3 separate regions of the Mus musculus genome follow, and regions 1 and 2 are each linked to region 3. The links are chromatin contacts, called in public Hi-C and HiChIP or PLAC-seq maps. All regions are on one chromosome and are shown on one strand. The core of a region is the stretch at or near the end of the contact, and the rest is flanking DNA. Distances in the headings are between cores, read along the strand shown.

What was found. Hi-C and Micro-C count contacts between places; a contact is called where the count stands out from the background. HiChIP or PLAC-seq counts read pairs in DNA pulled down with a chosen protein or histone mark.
Region 1: a contact with region 3 is called in an H3K27ac HiChIP or PLAC-seq map of extraembryonic endoderm stem cells. The contact joins two enhancer-like sites. A contact is called at or near these places in 4 of 15 datasets of contacts at CTCF or cohesin (CD8 T cells, the NIH/3T3 cell line and pro-B cells), 73 of 484 Hi-C or Micro-C datasets (the AML12 cell line, the AtT-20 cell line, B cells and 56 more), 30 of 115 datasets of contacts at active chromatin or transcription factors (CD8 T cells, acute myeloid leukemia, bone marrow-derived dendritic cells and 23 more) and 4 of 9 other capture datasets (adipose tissue, embryonic stem cells, liver and 1 more).
Region 2: a Hi-C map of liver shows a contact between it and region 3, with 2.6 times the contacts expected there. The contact joins two enhancer-like sites. A contact is called at or near these places in 4 of 484 Hi-C or Micro-C datasets (Sertoli cells, bone marrow-derived macrophages, embryonic fibroblasts and 1 more), 1 of 115 datasets of contacts at active chromatin or transcription factors (embryonic stem cells) and 2 of 9 other capture datasets (adipose tissue and liver).

The regions. Positions count from the first base shown.
Region 1 is chr14:121,449,881-121,452,847 of GRCm38.p6, reverse strand. The region is part of intron 2 of Gm33299 (a long non-coding RNA gene); the gene reads left to right. Among named protein-coding and RNA genes, the nearest start is that of Gm33299, 5.5 kb to the left of the region's middle. Within about 2 kb of position 1,572, at least 63 of the 459 cell types and tissues checked have an H3K27ac peak or open chromatin away from gene starts, as enhancers often do. A contact at or near this core is called in extraembryonic endoderm stem cells, where this site is marked.
Region 2 is chr14:121,470,497-121,473,196 of GRCm38.p6, reverse strand. Slc15a1 (solute carrier family 15 (oligopeptide transporter), member 1) reads left to right here. Exons shown (of 23, transcript NM_053079.2): 17 at 42-191; 18 at 1,870-1,919. Among named protein-coding and RNA genes, the nearest start is that of Gm33299, 15 kb to the right of the region's middle. Within about 2 kb of position 1,401, at least 11 of the 459 cell types and tissues checked have an H3K27ac peak or open chromatin away from gene starts, as enhancers often do. A contact at or near this core is called in liver, where this site is marked.
Region 3 is chr14:121,297,429-121,300,188 of GRCm38.p6, reverse strand. The region is part of intron 5 of Stk24 (serine/threonine kinase 24); the gene reads left to right. Among named protein-coding and RNA genes, the nearest start is that of B930095G15Rik, 50 kb to the right of the region's middle. Within about 2 kb of position 1,423, at least 24 of the 459 cell types and tissues checked have an H3K27ac peak or open chromatin away from gene starts, as enhancers often do. A contact at or near this core is called in extraembryonic endoderm stem cells and liver, where this site is marked.

The sequences.
Region 1 (2,967 bases), core at 323-2,822, 150 kb before region 3:
GGCATGCCAGGTGCCAATCTCCCCATGTGGCTCTTTTAAAGTCACCTGTATCCATTGCTCTGTAAGAAACCCCAACAAACTCTTTGGTTCCTCAGCATGAACCTCGGTGCCACCACTTCTTGGTTTGTCATTGGGAAGTGGAAGAAGGTGGTGGGTGGTTGCTTCTCCCCAAGGAAAGGCCTTTTAACAACGGAAGCAATCACCATCATAGCTGGAGGCAGAGCAGCAGGACACAGGGGACATCTGTTGGAATGCCAAGAGGACATGTTTAGGGCCTTTGAGAAGTTGCAGGAGACCATCGCACACAGTCGAGAGCAAGGGCAGGGGTTGGGGTGGGGGCAGAAGCGACTGTGTGTTCAGTCACGGGTTTATGGGTCATGGCAAAGACATAGGCTTCTCCTTGAAAAGTCCCACACTCTGGCCAGTGCCGAGGTGGGGTCCCTCCGGCTAAAGAAGCAGCAGAAAGAGATCAAGCATTGACTCAAGATCCCCTCATGACCTACAGAAGAGCTGCTCAGTCCAGGAAGGTGGCATTAGGACTTTCAGAGTGGCCCATACTAAGGCTCTGAGTGCTTTGTTTCATCTAGCACTCAAAGGAAGTGGGCCAGCATCTCCTGACTGCCCCTGAGGAGACCAAGGCACATGGCAGTTAAGCAATGTGTGGGAGCAATGTTTGCTCCTACAGGAAGGTGTTCTATCTCCTCTCCTCTTCCCTTTCTTCTCCTCCCTCTCACCCCTCCTCCTCTCTCCTTTTCTTCTCTCTCCACCTTAATTATTCAGGTATTTGCTTAACAAGTTACTTCAGAAAGCACTAGAGGACACCTCCAGTTCCCTTTGTACCTTTAGGTCCTGGGAACAGAAGAACTTACTAAACCTTCAGCTAGAAGGAGTCATGTCTATGAGACTCTGCATTCTTCTTCCAGGAGCAGCATAGAAGAGTGGTCAGTTTATGCTGTAGAAGCCATGGTTTCAACTTGAGGTCCTCTTGCCTCTTATGAGTTGTCTCTTCTCCACCACGGCCAACTGCACACCTGAACTGTGAGCCCTTACTTTCTAAAGTCGTGTCTTCTCAGGCCAGGCCATGAGGAAAGTGCATAATACAGAGAGCAAGTGACTGCATACAGTTCTGAGGCTCAGTTTTCTGTCCAGAAATATGGGTTACCTGGACGTATTGCCCTTGGTGATATGTTTCATGCTCGTGTATCCAGGACCGAGGGGTTCCCAGGACGGAAGGGAGCTGGTTGCTTTAATGAAATGAAACCAGACATAGAAAGTGCATTGGTCTTGCACATAGTAGGTACTCTATACAAGCAGGTTATTGTTTTACTTCTTTGCCAACAAATACTGTTTTACTTCTTTGCCAACAAATACTTAGCAAACATTTACTTTATACTAACTGTAGTTTAGTGCCAAGCGGATGCACCACCCTTGCCTGCTTTGATAGCTTTAAAGGCATTTGATGAGCACCCCGCCCAACCCCTTGGGGTTTGACCAACCATGGCCCAGTGAAGCAACCCTCAAGTGTTTATCTGGGAGTGCCCCATCTTTGCCACAAGGTGGCAGAAGAGTACACTTGTGGGTTACAAAATAACAAAAGTTTTAGGTAAACATTGGCCCTGTCTCCTCCGGAATTGTTCATGCTTAAACATAAGAAGCCTTGTTAGATACCGGAATTGATCATCCTAAATGTTTCCATCTTGAGAAGGGCGGAGGTGGTCTGTTAGGTCGGGGATTCCAGTAGGTTTGCTGTTCCTCAGGACGGCACCCAGAGGCGCCCGATAGTAATGGGCTTTACTGAATTGGGGGATACTGAGGAAGGAGACTGTCGACTAGAAGGCGTCTCCCGCGTGGTGGGTTCTGCATCATTTCACTAATGTCTGACGCACTCGTTTTTCATTCAGCCCATGGCACATTGCTGTTTTCCATGCGTTGAGGTTGCCCGACAGATTAGCAAATCTGAAACAGTGGTGGTTGCTGATAAGTGCTAACAGAAGCAAGCTTAACAAGAGGTTAGAGAACAGCGAGGGTCCACTATGATTATAAATATTATACATGTTCTACCAAGAGAGTTCTGTTTTCAATATGTTGGTTTTTCCAGAATCTTCTACAAGATGCCAATCTGGGAGCCTTTTATAAAGAGTTCTGGAGGAGTCCTGTAGAAATGATCTTGGAGTTTCCTTGATTTTTTTTTTTTTTTTTTTTTTTTTTTTTAAGTTTAAATCCTGTTTTTGCCTTTTTTCCCCCTTGGATCTTTCAAGTCTAAAAACATGTTAGATTCCTCTTCCATTTGATTGGCACTTGGCTGGGTACAGAAATCCCGTTGAAGGAGGTTCTCTCTTGGGTATTTAGGGAGTGTTCTTCCTTGTCTTTCTACTTTTGATGATGCTATTAAAATCCCATGCCAGGCTCAGTATTTAATATTTTATATGGTATTTTAGTTACTCACCATTACAACAGAATACATGACAAAGAAGACATGTGGTATGGGAGGAAAGGTTCGTTTGTCCACCATGACAGGGAAGGCACAACAGCAACACCTGAGGTAGCTGCTCACACTGTATCCACATTCAGGAAGCAGTGAGAGGCAGCTCTTTCACGTTTGATCAGTGTGGGACTCATGCCCAAGGGATGGCACCCTGAATACTCGGCTTGGTTCTTTCCCCCCCTCAGTTAAACATTTCTGGAAACACCCTCCTGGACACACCCAGAGATATGTTAGCAGTGAAGATAAATCATTGTATATGGGAACCCTTTTCCCTAGATAAGCTTGTCCCTTGGATATATTACAGGATGTTTATTCAACACGCTTGAGATTCTAATAATAATGTTTTATTTTAATTAGAAACAGGGTCAGGAGATGGTACATCCCAGAACTTAGGAGGCACAGGAGGTGGATCTCTGAGTTTGAGGCCAGCCTGGACTCTGTAGAGTGAGTTTGAGGACAGCCAAGGGTACACAGAGAAATCC
Region 2 (2,700 bases), core at 152-2,651, 170 kb before region 3:
AGTGCTAACTCTGCCTCCTGCCTTCTTTCCCCCATCTCCAGACAGACACGTTCATGACTTTCGATATAGACAAGCTGACAAGCATAAACATATCTTCCTCTGGATCCCCAGGAGTCACCACAGTAGCTCATGATTTTGAGCAGGGTCACCGGCACACCCTTCTAGTGTGGAACCCCAGTCAATACCGTGTGGTAAGTACTGAACACTACAGATGTCTCTTGGCTATTTGCAATATCGGAGACACAGCTTTAAAAGTGTTTTAGGCTTTCTTTTACATGTATGAGTGTCTTATCTGCATGTACATATGTGTACTACATGGGTGTTTGGTGTCTGAGGTCAGAGAGGGCATCAGGTCCCCAGGAACTATAGTTACAGATAGTTATGAATTATATTGTATGTGCTGGGAATTGAACCCAGGTCCTCTGCAAAAGCAGCCAGTGCTCTTAACCACTGAGCCATCTCTGCAGCCACAGGGCAGAGCTTTTTACTGGTGTGGCTTTGGCTTGGCTTTACCAATATTGAAGACTGCTTTAGGTAATTTCAAACTCTTGAGGAGCACAGACATTTGAGTCCCAGTGAAGGTCTGGCTGGTGGGGAAGGTGGATCACTGTTAATGACGATGTAAAAAGAAAAGTAGGAACCAGGTGTGGTGGTCCATGCCTTTTTTACAGCTCTCAGGAAGCAGATGCTGGCCTGGACTGTATAGGAAGACCCTATCTTAGCTCGGCGCTTAGATTCCAGCACTCGGGAAGAAGATATAGGAGGGGCTCTTTGAGTTTCAGGCTGGCCAGGACTACACAGGGGAAACTTGTCTGAAAACAAAAACAAAAACATGTTAAAATATAAAGGTAAATAAATAATAACTGTGTTATGAGTGTGCACCCATGCTCGTGTATGGATGTACACTTCCATGTGTATATGTAATTCACATGAATGTATATGTACATTCTCAGACTTTGAGGTAATGTGCTTAACATATCATTAATTGTATTAATTGTTAAATGTGCTCTTATAAAAGTATGGTATGTATACCAGATACAAGGAATAAAATACATATGAAATACTACCTGACAAAATGAAGACATCTAGGTGTGTCATTTGGTACAAGAAGAGTTGATCTGAAAAAGGAACTTTGGGCAGTCTGCCAGGGGATTCGAGTGAGGACTTAAGGAAAAACTCAACGTGCGGTTAATGTTCTCAGCCATTTGCTTAACAAGGAAGCTCTTGGGTGGCTTGTTCTATCAGGTGTACGCAGCCTGTGGCCCACAGGTTGACACACCCCAGCCAAGCTGTAAATGTGGCCTAGCAAAACATGCTCGTGAGATGTATTTCCCAGTGGTTTTCCTGACTCATCTGCACAGTTGTCAAACATGAACTCTGTATTAACAATACAGTGTTGCCATGTCCGAAGGTCAGACCATCTAAACTGTCAGAGAGTCGTGCCCTTTGGAGCCACTGACAATCAAGGATCTATAACAGGAAAACGTGTGTTAGCCTGGAGGGAAACCAAGAAGGAAGAAGTAGAACCGTATCTCCCAGGACAAGGGCCAGGATGGTGCGCTCAAAGTCTAAAGTGCTAGTGTGAACTGATCCTAATGAGCTAAGCGCCAGGACACTTTATTTATCTGTTTATTTATTGTATGTGCATGTGTGTTTATCTACGCACATGATGGGCACATAAGAGAGCGGTGGACCCGTGCCGCGGTGCATGTACAGAGGTGAGAGAAAAACTGTGTGAAGTGGAGTCTCCCCTCCCATCTTGTCAAGGATTAAACTCAAAGGGTCAGGCTTACACAGTAGGTGCCTCACACACTGAGCCATCTCTCTGGCTTAGAAACATTCTTATATTCTTTCTTCTCTCTCTCTCAGGTAAAAGATGGTCTTAACCAAAAGCCAGAGAAAGGGGAGAACGGAATCAGGTACGGAGATTTCTCTTGAAACTGGCTCTCCTCGCATCTAACCGAGCTTAACGCATTCCTTTAACCAAGCCCAGTGGTGACCAGGGTGTGAAAGTGTCAAGAGTGTACCAAGAATACACAACCAACGTAATTCATAACTTAGAGAAGAAAGTCCACATCATGTTTATTATCAACTGGTGCGGAAAAATAAGCTATAGAATTCAGCATTCATTCATGACACAAATAATGTTAGCCTTTACCTGGTCACTTATACTTATATGTATACTTATAGCATTATATACTATATAGTGTCTAGTTAGTTAGCTACAGTGTCAGGTTATCAACAGTCCTCCCTGGGGACCACTTTTCCCTCTGGGACCTACCAGAAGCACATGCTCTGGTCAGAGACATCGCCGCTGTGCCCAGGAGACTGCCTTTCTTTCCTGGATCCTGTGCTGCCTTTTTACTCACCCTGGCAGGCCTGAAAATGCCCTGTCCTCTCACACATGTCCCAGAGGTCTGGAGACTTCTCTGATGTTCTCTGATGGTTTCTGACTTTCAGGCACTTCCTTATAACGGCTGGCCTCTCACCAAGCCTCTGGTGTCTTAATCATTGACTTTGACAGTCCCAGATTTTTCTCTGAAAAAAAAAAAAAATCAGTGTAATTCATCTCACCAGCACAAGACCATTTGGTTTTTGGTTCCTTCTCTCATTTTTTCCATGCCTGTCTGTGCTGAGGCTCAGGACAAGTGCCATGGCCTGGTGATGCTGTTAAACAGGAATTTATGACCTCCTAGTTCC
Region 3 (2,760 bases), core at 174-2,673:
TCTGTGTCCAGGCTTGAAGGTGGGCATCAGAGGCAGACAGAAGACTGCCCAGGTCCCTGCACAAGTCCTGGGGAATGGCAGCTCAGCCAAGATAGAACTAGAGGGGTGTGGGAACGCTAGGCACCTAAGAGTTCACTGCCACACACTTCTCACCTGTGTGGGTTCAAATACTTCATGGTTTGGTTTAGATGGACTCCACTAGAGAGCCCAGTCTGGTCTTGAACTTTCAGTTCCTCTTGCCAACCAACCTTCAGAGCTGGGGTTACAGTGGCCTGCCACTATTCCTGGTTGTATTCAGGATGTTCCAAAGAGGAATCTCAGGTTGCTTTGCAGCCCAGGGCTGTCACTCAGTGTACCGGGGACAGAGTAAGCAGAGACAGTTCCTTGCAGGATTGCTGTGCAGTCAGAGCGCAGCTAACCTCAGGCAGAGACCATGACTGTCCGGCCTTGTAACCTGTAAGGCTGAGCAGGGTGTGTGAAGTCTGGAGATCTGGATGGAGAGCCATTGCCAGGGGCCCCATTGATGCATGGTGGGACATGGCTGTGCCTCAGAGCATGGGAGTAGGTGCCGTAGTTACGAGGACTACAGTGGGAGCACGTGAGTCAGGCCTGCCTCAGTCCTCCTCTTCCTGCTGTGTGGCTTTCTCCCTTTTTCTAGCCACCTTCATGGTGATGACTGAGGTGATGTGGCAGGGATTTCTGGTGCTCACAAGGTTTCAGGAGAATAGCAAGCAAGGGTACTCCAGGTAAAGGCTGGAGATTGTTCTGGTCCCCTGGTCCCCTTCATCGGCCTCTCCTGCCACCTGTGCCGTAAGTGTTGGACTTGTGACAAGTTCATGGTGCAATGACAAGAGCAGGTGCCGTTCTCCACCCCATCCCCATGCCTTCTTTGCCAACCCGTTTTGTCGTGTTTCACACGTGTTGAGCTCCTGACAGCCCTGCTTGTTGTAAAGTTGGCCTGAGACTTGTGTTCCTTTCATACAGTGAGCATTTAAGGAACGTACCGTGCACAGAGGTGACAGTCCGACACAGGGGTTTGGGCAGTTGGAGAGCAGGGCTGTCCCAGTGCCTAGTCTGTCTGAGTCTCAAGTCAGAACCTGCAGGGCCTTAGCTGGGAACACACTGAGAGAGAAACACATCAGATGTCAGGGGTGCTTAGTGAAGGCTTTAGTATTGTGGTAACTGCAGTGACCACAGGCAGCTTGGGGAGCACAGGGCTAATTCACCTTAAAATGTACAGTCCCTCATGAAGTCAGGCCAGGAACCTGGAGATGGGAGCTGTAGCAGAGACCATAGGGGATTCCACTTGCTGGCTGGTTCTTCCTGGCTGGCTTAGTTTGCTTTCTCACATACCAGGGCCACCTGTCCAGGGGTGATGGCCCCTCCCACAGTGGTCTGGGCCTTTCCACATCAATCATTAATCAGGAGAAAAAATGCTTCAAAAAGGCTTGCCTGTAGGTCAGTGTGACGGGGCGTGCTCTCCATTGAGTGAGGTTCTTCCAGCTTATCAAGTCCAACCAGGACAAAGGGAAATGACACGCAGAGTAAGGACTTGAGACCTCATTCTTAAAGGCTCTGGGGAAATTGGCAATAGAGACCGCTATTGATTAAAGGACCTGGGCAGCGTAGCCATCATATGGGGCAAGTGGACTTTGGATCCTAATTCAGATAAAGCAGCTCTGGAAACTTTTATGGTTTTTAAGCAGTTGGAAAGGCTCAGGTATTACTTGATATTAAAGAATTGTAGATACTCCTTGAAAAACTCACTGGAACTTGGACGTACTTTTTTTTCCCCCTTGCTCATTCTGGTAGCAGTGCTGTCTGGAAAATGGGCCATCGGTTGCTGCCTAGCACCACACACGAGAGCTGCTGTGCTCATGGCCTGGGAAAGCTCCAAGTTCAGTAGCTCCATTTCTACTGCTAGTATTGCTAATTTCAGTGTCAGGGTGCAGACAAGCCCTGTTTGGCTGGCATATTGAAGTACTCGGGGGTGAGGGGTGGCAGGTGTCAAGATAGCTTCTGTCTGTCTGTCTGTCTGTCTGTCTGTTTATTCTTTCTTTGAGATAAGATCCTGCTGTATATAGTTCTAGTATTTTGCTGTGTATATGGCTTGAGCTAGCCTCAAACTTGTGGCAGTCCTCCTGCCTCTGTCTCTTGGGTGCTGTGATTACAAGTCACTATACTTAACAAAGTCTATATGAAAGTGATCACAGTGATTACCTTTGTGTGCCATATGTATGGTTATATTAATGTCCATGTCTGTGTGTTTGACCATTTTTATAATAAACATTCTCTACCACTGATAAGAGCATTTGCCTAGGGTGAGCCCCTAGGTTCAGTTCCCAGCACTGCAAATGCCATCAAACAAAGCAATAATGCTTTGAGTTGTGGGCACAGTGGTAATGCAGTCCCTTTATACACCCTTGAAACTACCTCCCTCGTGAAAATCAAGGGGGCAGGGCTAAGGGAAAGCTGCCTGTCTAGTGTCCTAAGACCCTGATTATAGTGCTGCTGTTTGAGACCACTAGGTCTGAGCAGCAGTGTGTAGTACCAGGTGCTGCCCAGGGGTGAAGTTCCTCCTGCTCATGTACTCCTGTTACTGCTGCTGGAAACCTGACACAGGCCTGCTGCCTGCCACAGAGGTGGCCAGTCTGGATCGCTACTGTAGCAATTTTGTATTTGTATGTAGTGTTTGCTACATAAAATCTGTCCACTTGTTTCCTGTGTTAAAATTATGCCACTGGCTTGTGTTTCTTAGTT